Linked DNA regions of Mus musculus: region 2 is linked to region 1. A link is a contact called in public HiChIP or PLAC-seq data. All regions are on one chromosome and are shown on one strand. Each heading gives the region's core, a stretch centred on a gene start, on an enhancer-like site or on the middle of the called end of the contact. The rest is flanking DNA. Distances are from core to core; before and after follow the strand shown. Region 1 holds the start of Ccpg1os (cell cycle progression 1, opposite strand). Region 2 overlaps Rab27a (RAB27A, member RAS oncogene family).

Region 1 (6,558 bases), core at 1,508-4,007:
AGGAAGCCCTGTCTCAAAAAAGAAAAAAATCTAGAAATTAGAATACTAGAAAAGTGTGGTGTAAGGCAGGAACTTCCATCTAGATGTAACCCACTTAAAAATAGCTAAGGATGCTTTTAATCCCAGCACTTGGGAGGCAGAGGCAGGTAGATTTCTGAATTTGAGGCCAGCCTGGTCTACAAAGTGAGTTCCAGGACAGCCAGGGCTACACAGAGAAACCCTGACTCGGAAAAACCAAAAAAAAAAAAAAAAAAAAAAAAAAAAAAAAAAAAAAAAGAAGAAGAAGAAGAAGAAGAAGAAGAAGAAGAAGAAGAAGAAGAAGAAGAAGAAGAAGAAGAAGCAGCAGCAGCAGCAGCTAAGAACATCAACAAAACCCAAGAAGAAGAAGAAGAAGAAGAAGAAGAAGAAGAAGAAGAAGAAGCAGCAGCAGCAGCTAAGAACATCAACAAAACCCAAACCACAGATTTTGAGCTACCTTGAAGGAAAGGTGAATAGAATCATTAAAATGCTGGATGCATGGATTTTTCTTCTTTTTTCTTCAAGATTTGCTTATTTTACATATATGGATGCTCTATCTGCATGTACACCTGTACACCAGGAGATGGCATCAGCATAGATGGTTGTGAGCCACCTTATGGTTGCTGGGAATCAAACTCAGGACCTCTGGGGAGCACGTAGTGCTCTTAACAGATGAGCCATCTCTCTTTCAATGATTACTCGGCCTCAAACTCCTGGCAATTCTCCTGCCTTCATAGTGCTGGGATTCTAGGTCTGGGCCACTCCTGTCTAACTGTACCATGGGGTTTTGTTTTGTTTTGTTTTGTTTTTTTTTTATATTACTATTCTCCTTCAGTTACCATCAAATCACCCTTGCTACTACTGGCCCTAAAACTAAATCACCTTTCTTGCCTCTCTTTTACATCTTGCTCCCTTTCCCTTCCTCCTTTCTCCACATGGTCATGGCTGGTCTCTACTTCTCTACTCTCTCCTTCTCTCTGCCTTTCTCTGCTTCTACTACTCTCTTAACTCCCCTCCACAAGCCCTAAATAAACTCTATTCTACATTATAAACAAAACAAAACAAAACAAAACAAAAAGCCCTAAATCACTGTAGTGGCTATTCCTGGTTGTCAACTTGACTATATTTGGAATGAACTACAATCCAGAATTGGAAGGCTCACCAGTGACCCTTATCTGGAGGCTTGGAGATAGAAGATTCTGATCTGGATCTTGGTATGGAGATCTTGAGGCATAGTGGCTATGGATTCCAGAGGATTAAATCTCCGAGTTCAAGGTCATCCGGGATTAAAGGTGTGGTAGAACACACCTTTAATCTGGGCTACACCTTCTGCTGGAGACAATATAAGGACATTGGAAGAAGGGAGTCTTGCTCTTGCTCCTTCGCCTGCTTGCTGTGTGAGACTGAGTGAGTAACTGCTGGATCCTTGGACTTCCATTCACAGCTGCGACTGAACCATTGTTGGGAATTGGGCTGGGGACTGTAAGTCATCAATAAATTCTTTTACTATATAGAGACTATCCATAGGTTCTGTGACTCTAGAGAACCCTGACTAACACAATCACCTTCAGGTCTAGATTTAATGATTTTAAAAAGTCACTTCAATAATCCAAGTCACCAGGTGTCTTATCTACACCAAGTCATGGGGGACCGTGCTATCTCGTCTACAGCTCATAAGTAATCAAAGTAAGTACCACTTTACAAACCCACTCACTGTAAAGCCAGCTTTGTTATTTAAATTTTCGCCTGTTCACCAAGTTGGAAGAGCAGAGTGTAGTAGCATAGGCCTGTAATCCTAACACTTGGGAAATAAAGGCAAGGGGTTCTGGAATTCAGTGCCAGCTACACAAAGAATTTAAAGTCAGCCCGAGTTACTCTGAGAAGCTCTGTCTCAAAAAAAACCCACCACCCAGAACTCCCCTCTCACCCAAACAAAAACGAGGGGTTAGGGATCTACCTCCTTTGTAGAGGGCTTTCTTAGCTTGTGTGAGGCTTGAGGTTCAATCCCTAGTTACAGCAACACAAATATCAGATCTAAATGTGAACTAGCTTTTGCCCAACATCAGCTTGTTGAATGGTTTCCTTTACTGTTTACTCACTAGACAGGTAGGGGACAGAGGAACGGTAACTTCCCTCTGGGGTGAGTGCACTCCTATTCACCCTCTTCCATCCTTTTAGACTAGGCATACTCTAAGTGACAAAAACATGAAGGTTCTAGGGCTGGGAGGTGTAGTTCAGTAGAACAGAGATTACCTACCATGCACAAGTCCCTGAGTTCGATCCCCACGACTGCAAATAGATAATGCAAAACAAAAACCATCCTGGACAAAAGATCATTTGTAGTGAGGTGCCTCCTATACACCTTCAGAGTAATTACTTTGTGGATCGTGCATTTAAACTTGTAAATATAACAGCTTGGTGACTAGTGAGTGGGAGTAGATGGTGCCTCAAACACTATTATGAATTCGACTTTCAAAAGCATCTAGCTCTCTGCCCAAACCCACCAAGTCGCAGTCTGTCTCTCTCGCCATCTTAATCTCTTCGGCAAAAGCAACTCTTTCCTGATAGCGAGAAGTCTGGCGAAGGCGTAGGGCCCAGTCTTCTTACAGAACCGACGGAAAGCAACAGCAAGACGATCGGAGTCCCGTAAACTACAATTTCTGGGGAGGAAGACGGTGGGTGGAAACCCTCCGTCTTCCAGTGTGGCAGCCCGTCTCCGTGGCAACCGGCTGCAGGCGTGGGAGCCCGGATGTTGTGGAGATCCGCAGTCGCTCCGCCCAGCTTCCGGTAGCCTCAGGGGTGCGGGCCGTACGCATCTTCGGGAGTCGTAGTTCTTTTTGCTCGCCGCGAGCTGGCAGGAGACGTAGGAGGAACTTCAAGTCCCAGCATGCCTTGCTGCGCCGCGCCTGCCACCGCTTCCCCGCTGCGGACGCCTGCGAGCAGGTTGTTGTTTTTATGAGGCGTCACTGGCGTCTGGAGCGCGGACGCCGCCACGGTGACAGCTGGCGCGGTCGGGCGGAAGAGGCGCTGTCTTCGGGTAAGACCCTGGGGCGCAGGTCGGGCTGATGGGGCGGCCGCGGGCTGCAACTCGTACCTTCGGGCGCAGCGCCGGGAGGCTTTCTCCTGGTGGATGCCTTGGTCCTCGGGCGACCTCGGGCGGAGGGCGCGACCTGGCAGGTGTTAGGCGCGGGCTCGCAGGCTGCAGCCCCGCGAGCTCGGAGCTGGGCGCCCCGGGATTCAGGTGCAGCTGCATCCGTATGCTGAGATGCCGCGTGCGTCACTCTGAGCCGGCTCGGAGGTCCCAGGTGTCAGGAATAGAAAAGTGTGCACCCCAGAAGTATACTCCTATTCAGCCCCGAAGCCTGTTCTCCGCCCGTTCTTCACGCTTCCCCTCCGGGTCCTTACCAGCGTTTGTTAGGCTGACGGCTTGTCCTAAGTAGCAGCTGCGCGTGTGTCGTTTGTGTTTACCTCTCATTTATCCCAACTCTGCCAGGGGCAGCGCCCGAGTTCTAGACCGCAACCAGCTGGGGTGTTTTCCTTAAGGGTGAACCATCATGCACTGCCCTCTCCCACTTTTGCTTTATTGGCTGTATGGGGCTGCTTGTCCCTAGAAAGGGCAACCAGTTGGTTATTCTCAGTTAGGGGTGCTATGAGACCTTTCCAGCAAGGTCACATAATGTTTGAAATGTCAGCACTAACTATCTTAAAGACCCAATATTTTTTCTTTCGCCTTTTTTTTTTTTTTTTGGAGTGGGTGGATTGGGTTTTTTTGGTTTGTTTGTTTTTGTTTTTTGAGGTAGGGTTTCTCTGTGTATCTCCACCTATCCTAAAACTTGCACTGTAGTCCAAGCTGACCTCCAACTCAGAAATCCGTTTGCCTCTGCCTTCTGAGTCCACCGACTAACTTTAAGATCCCAATCTTAATAGGTCTTAGATTTCTCAGGGGATATTTATCATGTATAACTGGTGTGAGTAGTTTGCTATTCTGACAAGCTCAAGTCACAGGGGAACTGAGAAGGTTGTTAAGGGTGAGTTAATGCTTTTGGCTTTTTTTTCTTGCTGTGTATCTCTGGCTGTCCTGATACTAATATATCCCAGGCTAGACCTGGGAGTTCTCTTGCCTAAGCGTCCTAGGCACTGTGATCGTAGTTGGGTACCATGGAGCCTGCTGTAAATGCTGTTTTAACCCTGTTACACCAAAGTTGAAATTCCAGTTAAAGGTGGTACCCCAGATATTTAGAAACTGAAGCAGGGGAATGGCAAGTTTGAGACCACTTGAGCAATATAGTGGAGAGCATATTTCTGTATAAAAAGACCGGAGAATGTAGTTCTTTGGTACAGTACTTGCTTAATGTATGTGAGGCCCTGAGTTTAAGCCCCAGGATGATCAGAACAACTCCTAGAACCAGTTTTGTACTGTAAGCCAAAGAATAGACTGTTGTGTTTCCATTGGAGTTTTAAGGATATTTAGTTATGAAGGTGATTGTCTAGGATGTGAAACTAAACTGACCTCTTTACGCTTTACTGTGTTTTCTGGGGATGCACCACCTTTTTTTTTTTTTTTTTTTTTTTAAAAGATGTGTTTTTGTATGTTTTGTCTGCTGTAAAGGCAGCTTGTGTATGCAGTGCCTGTGGAGACCAGAAGAGTTGGGAACTGTCCTCCTAGTATTTGTTCTCCACCATTGAGCTGTTTCTTCAGCTCTGAAATCTTTAAAAGACAGCATCTCATATAGCCCAGGCCAGCTACCAGTTGGCTATGTAGCCTTGAATTCTACATGCTCTTGCCTCCATTATCTTTAGATTCTTTAAGTATGACTTTCTAAAGTAAATGGGCTGGCAAGGTGTCTCCATGGGTAAGGGGACTCGCTGAACAAGTCTGCCATCAGAGGTTCATTTCTGGAACCCACAGGATGGAGAGAACTGACCCCCCATAAGTTGCTCACTGTCCTCTGAACACAGATGCACAGAGATGGGGGTGGGGGGCTGTGGGGCTGGGTGTTGGGCTTAAAAACTAAAAGTAAATAAAGAAGTTAGTGTAATGGCCTAGGTCTAACATAGCTTAGGAGGCATAGGCAGAACAATTGGAAATTTAAGGCCAATCTGAGCTACACAACAAGATCCAGTTTCCAAAAAAGGACAAAGCAGTACACAGTCCAAACAGGGTAGCCGGGTGGGTGGTGCACACTAATCCCTTCACTAAGGAGGCAGGCCTTACCTCAAAAAAGCAAATCAGGAAGTAGGAAAAAAAAAAAACCCAACAAGACACATGCAAACTGATCAACAACAAAAGAAACCAAAGCACAGCTGGGCAGTGATGGCTCATGCCTTTATTAATCCCGGTCCTTGGGAGGTAGAGGCAGGTGGATTTCTGAGTTCCAGGACAGCCAGGGCTATACAGAGAAACCTAGTCTCGAAACCCCCCCCAAAAAAAAAAAAAAAAAAAAAAGAAAGAAAGAAACAAACAAACCAAAGCACAATCCTCAGTTATACTGAATTCACAAACCATATATGAATTTAAATGGAAATTATTTTGAGGAGAAGGGAAAGAGACCAATTAGTTGTCTGGAAAGAATAAAAAGCATCCTAACAATAATTCTTAGCATGTATGTGTCTTTTGACCTGTTGTTAACTAGAACAAAAATGAAACATAAAAGATACTTTAGACTAGACAAATCTTGGTTATTTTAATACACATGCAAAAAAAAAATATGTGGAGGGGCAGGAGACAGTCTTACTGTACCCTTGGCTGGTCTCTGATTCACTGACCCGGGCCACCATGTTCAGCTGAAAACAGCTTGTTTATTTGTAAGCATTTACAAGTGGGAGTTAGCTTGGAGTGATAGAACTTGCCTATAATCCTTATACATGGGAGGTCAGAAGAAGAATCAGGAGTCCACGGTTATCCTGGCTAACAGACCCTGTTTGAAGATAATTAAGTAGTAGGCTTTATATGTCTGATAATTTGAGCTATATTTAATTTTTTTGTTAGATTCAGTGTGAACAGATAAAATTATACAATTCATTAGTCTACATCTTTGCTTCTGTTCTTCTAAAGAATAGTGACTGTGTTTCGTCATTAGCGACCTTAGGAGGAGTAACTCTCATCACTTTGCCTTGGTTATATTTTTATTTTGTATGTAAACAGAGGAAAGGATAATTTATGGGAATCTCAGACTCACCATGTGATTGTGTCCTGGAGGTCAAATTCTGGCTGCCCAGCTTGGTGGCTGTGAGCCCAGGTATAACCTTTGAGTTATACCTCCGTTTTGTTTTTGTTTTTCTGAGACAGGGTTTCTTGGCGAAACACCCTAGGCTGTCCTGGACTAGTAGACCAGGTTGGCCTCCACCTGCCTCTGCGTTCTGAGCTCTGGGATTCTTTGTTTTGTTTTCTTTTTTAAGACAGGGTCTTCCTCAGCCCAAGGCCTGGAGCTTGCTGCAGTTTTCTGCCTTAGCCTTCTGAGTACAGGTGTGAGCCAGCGTGAGCCAGCCTTTATTGCTTTTTAGATGGTAGTATTTTTGTTTTTTTAGGTTGTTTTAGTT
Region 2 (6,558 bases), core at 2,969-5,468, 86 kb after region 1:
TGACAAATGAAAGCAAGCTGGAAATGTTGATTGCTTGGGGGGGGGGTGCGGGGGGCATCTTGGACCTGAAGAGCTTGTTTCCATGGCTGCAGAGCAGCTCTGTTTAATGAAGTTGGTTAGGATGTGAGGGAGGGGAAGCTGTATATAGTCCACCAGAGTAGCCTTTGGGAGTATCTGCCCCAAGCCAATGGTGCAGCTTTTCCTTAGGGGCGGAGTGTTAGGGGCGGAGTGTTAGGGGCGGAGTGCAGGATTCAGTACAGAGAACTTAAAGCCTACTTTGGACCTCATGTTGAAGAATTCAGATTTGATTACAACATACTGGAAACACCACTCCTTTAAAAGCGATGAAAGTATCACCCTGGTGTGTTAATGAACGGGCGCAGAAAGAGCAGGGTGCTAAATACCCAGGACCCAATTCCTCTATGGATGAGAAAATGTACAACACTCATTCTCTTAAAAAGTTAACTCTAAATGAGGCCCTTTTCTCAGTTCTACTGACAACTCGGGGTTCTTTGTATAACTGCTTTCATTACTCAATTAGACATGTAATTTGCAGGGTTTTTTTTTTTTTTTTTTAGAACAAGAGAAGCAGAGTTGCCCCTTCACAGAGTAGAGGGGCTTGCTTTTTGATCTGGTACATTTCCCTAGCCGATGGCCACCATTGATGCTCAACAGCTGCGTAGTGCAGCCCTTCGTCAACCAGGCCCGTGTTCCACATGGAATCTGCGCAGAATCCCTACCTGGGTTTCAGAAAGGCGTTTGTGTTGTAGAGTGTTGAGAGATTCTCGTTCCAACTTCATGTCCTTCCTTGGTGCTGTCTCTAACAGTTCTGCCTTGAGCAGCAGGCCTAGGGGGGCGGGGAGGGGTTGGTAGTGGTCTCCAGCTTAACTAATAACCCCCACATTCAGTAACTTCAGAGCCTGAGAGTAGCAGATGGACTGCAAGGGAGTCCGCATTCCAGGCGGCTTAGGTTGCTCCTGTACTTCCGTGCTCGGAGAATCTTTTCTGTCCTATCTTTGAGGAATGTCCTTTAAGTGTCGTTCTTTAGCCTGCGTGGAAAGCACCAGGCTTACAGCCGTAGTGTGGGATTCAAGCCCTGACCTGCCTGGAGTGATGAGCAGAGCTCTAACTTGATCCACCACACCCAGACTCTGCTGCTCATTTTACCCAGGAGGGTGTGTTGTCTGTCGCCCTGTAGAGGATCCTGGCTCTGGGCCCTGTTCTGCACTGTCTCTCTTGTCCCCACAGAAAGCAGCCACCCAGTGGGAGTAGACTTTGCACTTCTTCGTTTATTTTTTATCACATTCTTGGAGACAGCCCAGCTTCAGGGTTCACTGGGAGGCACACTCAGCTGTGGGCTGGTGTTTCATGACAGTGACATATGGCTGTGTGCATTGTGTGACTGCCTCTGTGTTATTTACGGTATTACTCAGGAAGCCAATCAGCCACACCTCTACTCTACACATGGAACGTTGTAGTCTCCTCCCACGAGACAGTATATAAAACAAGAGGTACTTGTCACAGATGTAAGTACTACACTCCCAGATCTTGGTAAATTTCCCAAATTCCAATATGTCAATATGCAAATATCCTCAAAGAGGCTTTAGCAATAAATGATATAGATGCTGCCCCTTGAGTAAGCGAAAGGATGGTTCACCCTGGGATAAAAAGCTAGTGTCTCCTTTGAGTCACAGACGCCAGTCTTCCGGATCTACTCAGGAAAGGTCTAATGGCCTCTCCTTCCCTATCTTGCTGCAGCCCATGTTACCACTTCCTGGTCAGCTGCTAAGGGATGGCAACCTTTCACAAATCCTCGGTGGACTTTGGAACTGACAGCGTTTAAGTTTTCTTCAAGCTGGTTTTTCCTCACACTGACGCTATGTGTCTTTCTGAACCTGTATTAAGGGTAAGAATAGGTTTTAGGACTGAGGCTGTAACTCCGTGGTAGAAGACTTGCCTAACCCAAACAAGGCCCTAATTTGATTCCCAACACCACTAAGGAAGAGAAAGGGGAGGGGTGTTTAAAATGAATAGTGTCCTGTAGGCTGGGCATGCTGCCACTCACCTTTAAGTCTAGCGCTCAGAATTCAGAGCAGGCAGGCCTCTGAGTTTGAGACCAGAGTTGTGTAAGTAGTGGTGTATCCATGCCAGCCAGGGCTACACAGTGAGATTCTCCCTAAACAGCAACAACAAAAAACGCACCTTATTGCTACGACAGGCAAGCCGGCTTCCTGGGTAAAGATACTTGCTGCCAAATGTGGTGACTTGAGTTGATTTCTGGAACCCACACCGTGGAAGGAGAGAACCAATGTTTGCATAGTTTTTCTATGGCCTCCACACGTGCTCTGCTCCCCACCCCACCCCCAAATAAATAGAAAAAAAAAAAAAACCCTCTGCACTGCTAATAAGTCGAGGCGACTGACCATTTGGATCAATCACTGGCTGGAATCTTTCTGTGAGTTACCTCAGTGCATAAATCTCATCCCTGCACTTAGTAGGGTCCTTATGACGGCTGGCTTTACTTGTCAAGTTGATACAGCCTAGAATCACCTGGGAAGAGAGTCTCAGTGAGGGATTATGTAGATCAAGGATTATGTATGAGCAAGTCTTAACTGATGTGGTGAAGCGGTCCCCTGGGTTTGAACCCTGAGCTGTCCAAGGGCAGGGGAAAAGTTGACCACCAAGCATGCATGCATGAGTTCATCCTCTTTGTTCTTGACCATGGATATGGCGTGGCCGGCTGCTTCCAGTTCCTGCCGTTGTCACTTCCTGAAATGATGGACTGCCTTCTGAAGTTCCGACCTAACGTGTATGTACATACACATATAGACATGTAGTAACACTTGGAGGAGAGCAAGGAGGACAGGGAAAGGAGAAACTATAGGATTATAATCCCAAAAGCTTTTTTAAAAAGTAAAAAACAGGGGCTGGAGAGATGGCTCAGCGGTTAAGAGCACTGACTGCTCTTCCTAAGGTCCTGAGTTCAAATCCCAGCAACCACATGGTGGCTCATAACCATCCATAATGAGATCTGATGCCCTCTTCTGGTGTGTCTGAAGACAGCTACAGTGTGTTACATATAACAATAAATAAATCTTTTTTAAAAAAAAAGTAAAAAAGGAAACAAAACAAAAAACCAAAAAACTCAAGATTCCCCTTAGTTGCTTATCGCCAGGGTGTTTATCGGGAGGTTGGTGGCTGTTGCCTCCGTTTTATAATTGAAGGGATGAGGTCACTTTTAAGCACTGGGACTGAACCGTGTAAGGCAGAAGAGGAAGAGTCAGAATTGGGACCTATGCAAACCCTCTTTGGGAAGGCTCTCTCTCTCTCTCTCTCTCTCTCTCTCTCTCTCTCTCTCTCTCTCTCTCTCTCTCTCTGTTGGAAATCTATAGACCTAAGGATGATAAATAAGTAAAAGTCCCTATGTCTAGTGCTGTTTGTGGCATATGACAGTGTCCGGCAATGTGTCCCTCTCTCCTTATTTTTTGAGACAGTCTTGCTGTGCGGCCCAGTAACCTTTCCTGCGTCAGCCTTTTGAGTCTCAGGGTTAAGGGCATGATCCGCTAAAGCTCATCTCCTTTTGTCCGAACTGAAACCACTTCCCTCATTTACTCCCTGGAAAGCAATTTACCTATGTCTTCAGTTTTTGTTTGTCTTTTTGTTAGTTTTGGTACTAGGAATTAAGCCTAAGGCCTTGAACTGCTAGACAAGTGCTCGCCCCCCCCCCCCCGCCCCCCTTGCATCTTCAGGTCCTTTTACTGTTTGAGTAGACCCTATCAACAAGTTGCCCAGGCTGCCTTTTCTATCCTCCCGCCTTAGCCTCTGGAGTAGCTGGGATTCCTGGCTTTCACCATCAGGCCCCGCCCTCCTCTTGCACTTTTTTTTTTTCTCTTTTAAATAAGGAAGCTCTCTGCCTATCTGGCACTTATCTAACATGCGGTTCTTGTTGAGGAAATGGGTGTTCTGTGCTTTCTATTGTTAGTCTGATGAGAATGAGGGTGGGGAGCACTTTGAGAAAATATTTGTGTAAGGAGGGAGAGGCAGAAGCCAACTGAGTGCGAGTGTGTCCACTCAGAAGGTGCCTGGAGCTTTTGACCCTGATGGAGGCTTTGAAACAGTACTTCCTCCAGGAGAGAGGGACTCAGATGTGTGATGCACGGTTCCAGTGCCCTCAGCACATCTTAGCTTGACGAATTTAGTAATCTTCTTAATGTAGATGAGTTTCTGGGCATTTCCTAGCAGTTCTGTGAGTCACAGGCTGTTAGATGACACTGAATGCTGGGTATTCCACACACAGCATGTCTTTCCATCTTCAGGGCCGTTGTGTGAGGGGGTGTATTATCACGGTTCTTTTTTCTTCGAAGATCTTACAATTCTTTATTTTTGTGTGTATGGGTTTGTACCTGCATGCAGTGTCTGAGGAAGCCAGTAGAGGGCGTCAGATCCTAGAGCTGGGTTTACAGGTGATCATGAGGAGTTGATGTGGGTGCTGGGAACCAAACCCGGGTCCTCTGTAAGAGCCACAGGTGTTCTTAACTACCAAGCCATCTAGCCCCCAGGGTTTGTTTGTTTGTTTGTTTGTTTGTTTATTTTAAACCAAACCAAACAAACAAAACACAGGCAGTGTGGTGGCACACACATTAATTTGAAACTAACCTGGTCTACACAGCAAGTTCCAGGATAGTAAGGGCTACACAGAGAAACCCTGTCTTGAAAAAAACAAAACAAAACAAGGCAACATCATTAATAAAAATAATATGGGCAGACAGTGGTGACACAGATTTTTAATCCCAGCACTCAGGAGGCAGGTGGGTCTGTGAGTTTGAGATCAGCCCACTCTATAGAGTGAGTTCTGTGACAGCCAGGGGTGCACAGAGAAAGCCTGTCTCTGAAAAAAAAAGATTGTAAAATAAAAAATAAACTAAAGGGTTGGAGAGATGGCTCAGCGTTAAGAGTACTGACTGCTCTTCCAAAGGTCCTGAGTTCAATTCCCAGCAACCACGTGGTGGCTCACAACCATCTGTAATAGGATCTGATGCCCTCTTCTGGTGTGTCTGAAGACAGCTACAGTGTACTTATATATAATAAATAAATAAATAAATAAATAAATAAATAAACTAAAGCATAGGTACCCGACTGACCAGCGTTTCCCAAATTAACATAAAGCACAAATAAAGCAGGTACAGGGTCTTTGTTGCTTCTATTGCAGAACCAGAGCCCCTTTGCTTCCATTTGAAGCCCCCACCTTCCAGCTGACTGGAGCCTGTCTGGGTCTGCTTTCAAGTCTTAGCTCCGTTTCTGTACAACACGAAGCCAGGCTCTAGCTTCATGTGCTCCTCGTTTGGAGAGCTCAGTAATTCCGAGTTCAGTGTCTGCAAGGAGAAACTATGAACACAGCCACCCCTCAGTAAAGTGTCACCCTTTATATCCTACAAACAGAACTGTGAAGGTTGGTAAGGCTCTGCCCTTATCCACTGGGCCAGTCCTATCTGCAATATGAGGTCACGGGTCTACGCTAAGGCTGTCTGAGGAAGTTCTCCACGGCAGCTCTAGGGGCTGAGAAGTTTGAATTTTTAATAGTCACCAAGTTGAGGCTTCAGGCAGGGGTAGAAGAGGTGAGTGTGAGGAGAAGACCCTCGCCTGTACTTTTATTCTAATGAAGCACCTAGTGTTGAGCCTAGGACCTGAGTAGACAGTATGAGGGAATGGAGAGGCATGGCGGGCACCTGATGTGCGCATAGATGGGCAGACCCACCTTTCATGAGCAGGATGAGGTGTCTCTGTGAGGGGGACGGACAGAAGATCATTGTTCTGATTGTCAGAGAGTTTGTTAGCGTTTGACATGTGAAATGAGAGTGCCCAGGACTTTCCTGGAGAGGGGTATGTGTGTGTGTGTGTGAATATGTAGCCCTGACTGGCCTGGAATGCCACATAGACCGCTACATTGGCTGACTTAAACTCACAGAAATCTGCTGGGCTCTGCCTCCCTGGCACTGGTATCAGAAGTGTGTCCCCCCTGCCCCTACAGCTCCCCCCATACCTGGTGAGAGACTTGTTTCTCTTTGGATTGGAATTGTGTGCTGCATCTGTTGAGAAGGTAAAGGCAGATGGCGAGAGCCTCACGGAGGAGAAAAGCAACCGCGGATGGGTACTGCTGGGGACGATGACATTTTTCTCCTTTGTGGTGGAGTTTGTTTCAGTTGATCTTGAAGAATTTTGAGCAACTTCCTGTTAGAAAACCCAGGTGGAGGTGGATTTAGCTGTGGGTTATGGTTTCTACTCCACTATGGAACCCACTTCCTGAAAGAGCATGACAGCTAGGCAGTCTGACCAATAAGTAGGAAATAATAATAGTGTATACAGAAGCCATCAGAACAATTTGACCTGTGAATTAAAAGTGACTTATTTCCTCCTCCTCCTCCTCTTCTTCTTCTCCCTCTTCTTCCTCTTCTTCCTCTCCCTCCTCCTCCTCCTCCTCTTTCTTTTCTGTTTTTTCAAGACAGGGTTTCTCTGTGTAGCCCTGGCTCCTTGAACTAACTCTGAAGACCAGACTGGCTT

What was found. HiChIP or PLAC-seq counts read pairs in DNA pulled down with a chosen protein or histone mark.
Region 2: a contact with region 1 is called in an H3K27ac HiChIP or PLAC-seq map of embryonic stem cells, with 20 read pairs. The contact joins the enhancer-like site here to the promoter of Ccpg1os in region 1. A contact is called at or near these places in 2 of 39 promoter capture datasets (hematopoietic stem and progenitor cells and maxillary cranial neural crest), 3 of 484 Hi-C or Micro-C datasets (CD4 T cells, bone marrow-derived macrophages and nephron progenitors), 6 of 115 datasets of contacts at active chromatin or transcription factors (CD8 T cells, the HPC-7 cell line, embryonic stem cells and 1 more) and 3 of 9 other capture datasets (adipose tissue, liver and pancreatic islet).

The regions. Positions count from the first base shown.
Region 1 is chr9:72,982,619-72,989,176 of GRCm38.p6, forward strand. Ccpg1os (cell cycle progression 1, opposite strand) reads right to left here and starts at 2,758. Exons shown (of 2, transcript NM_001198789.1): 1 at 2,523-2,758. The coding sequence starts at 2,549. Ccpg1 (cell cycle progression 1) reads left to right here and starts at 2,886. Exons shown (of 9, transcript NM_001286544.1): 1 at 2,886-3,055.
Region 2 is chr9:73,067,168-73,073,725 of GRCm38.p6, forward strand. All of the region lies in intron 1 of Rab27a (RAB27A, member RAS oncogene family), which reads left to right. Among named protein-coding and RNA genes, the nearest start is that of Rab27a, 26 kb to the left of the region's middle. Within about 2 kb of position 4,219, at least 77 of the 459 cell types and tissues checked have an H3K27ac peak or open chromatin away from gene starts, as enhancers often do. A contact at or near this core is called in CD8 T cells, the HPC-7 cell line, bone marrow-derived macrophages and 3 more, where this site is marked.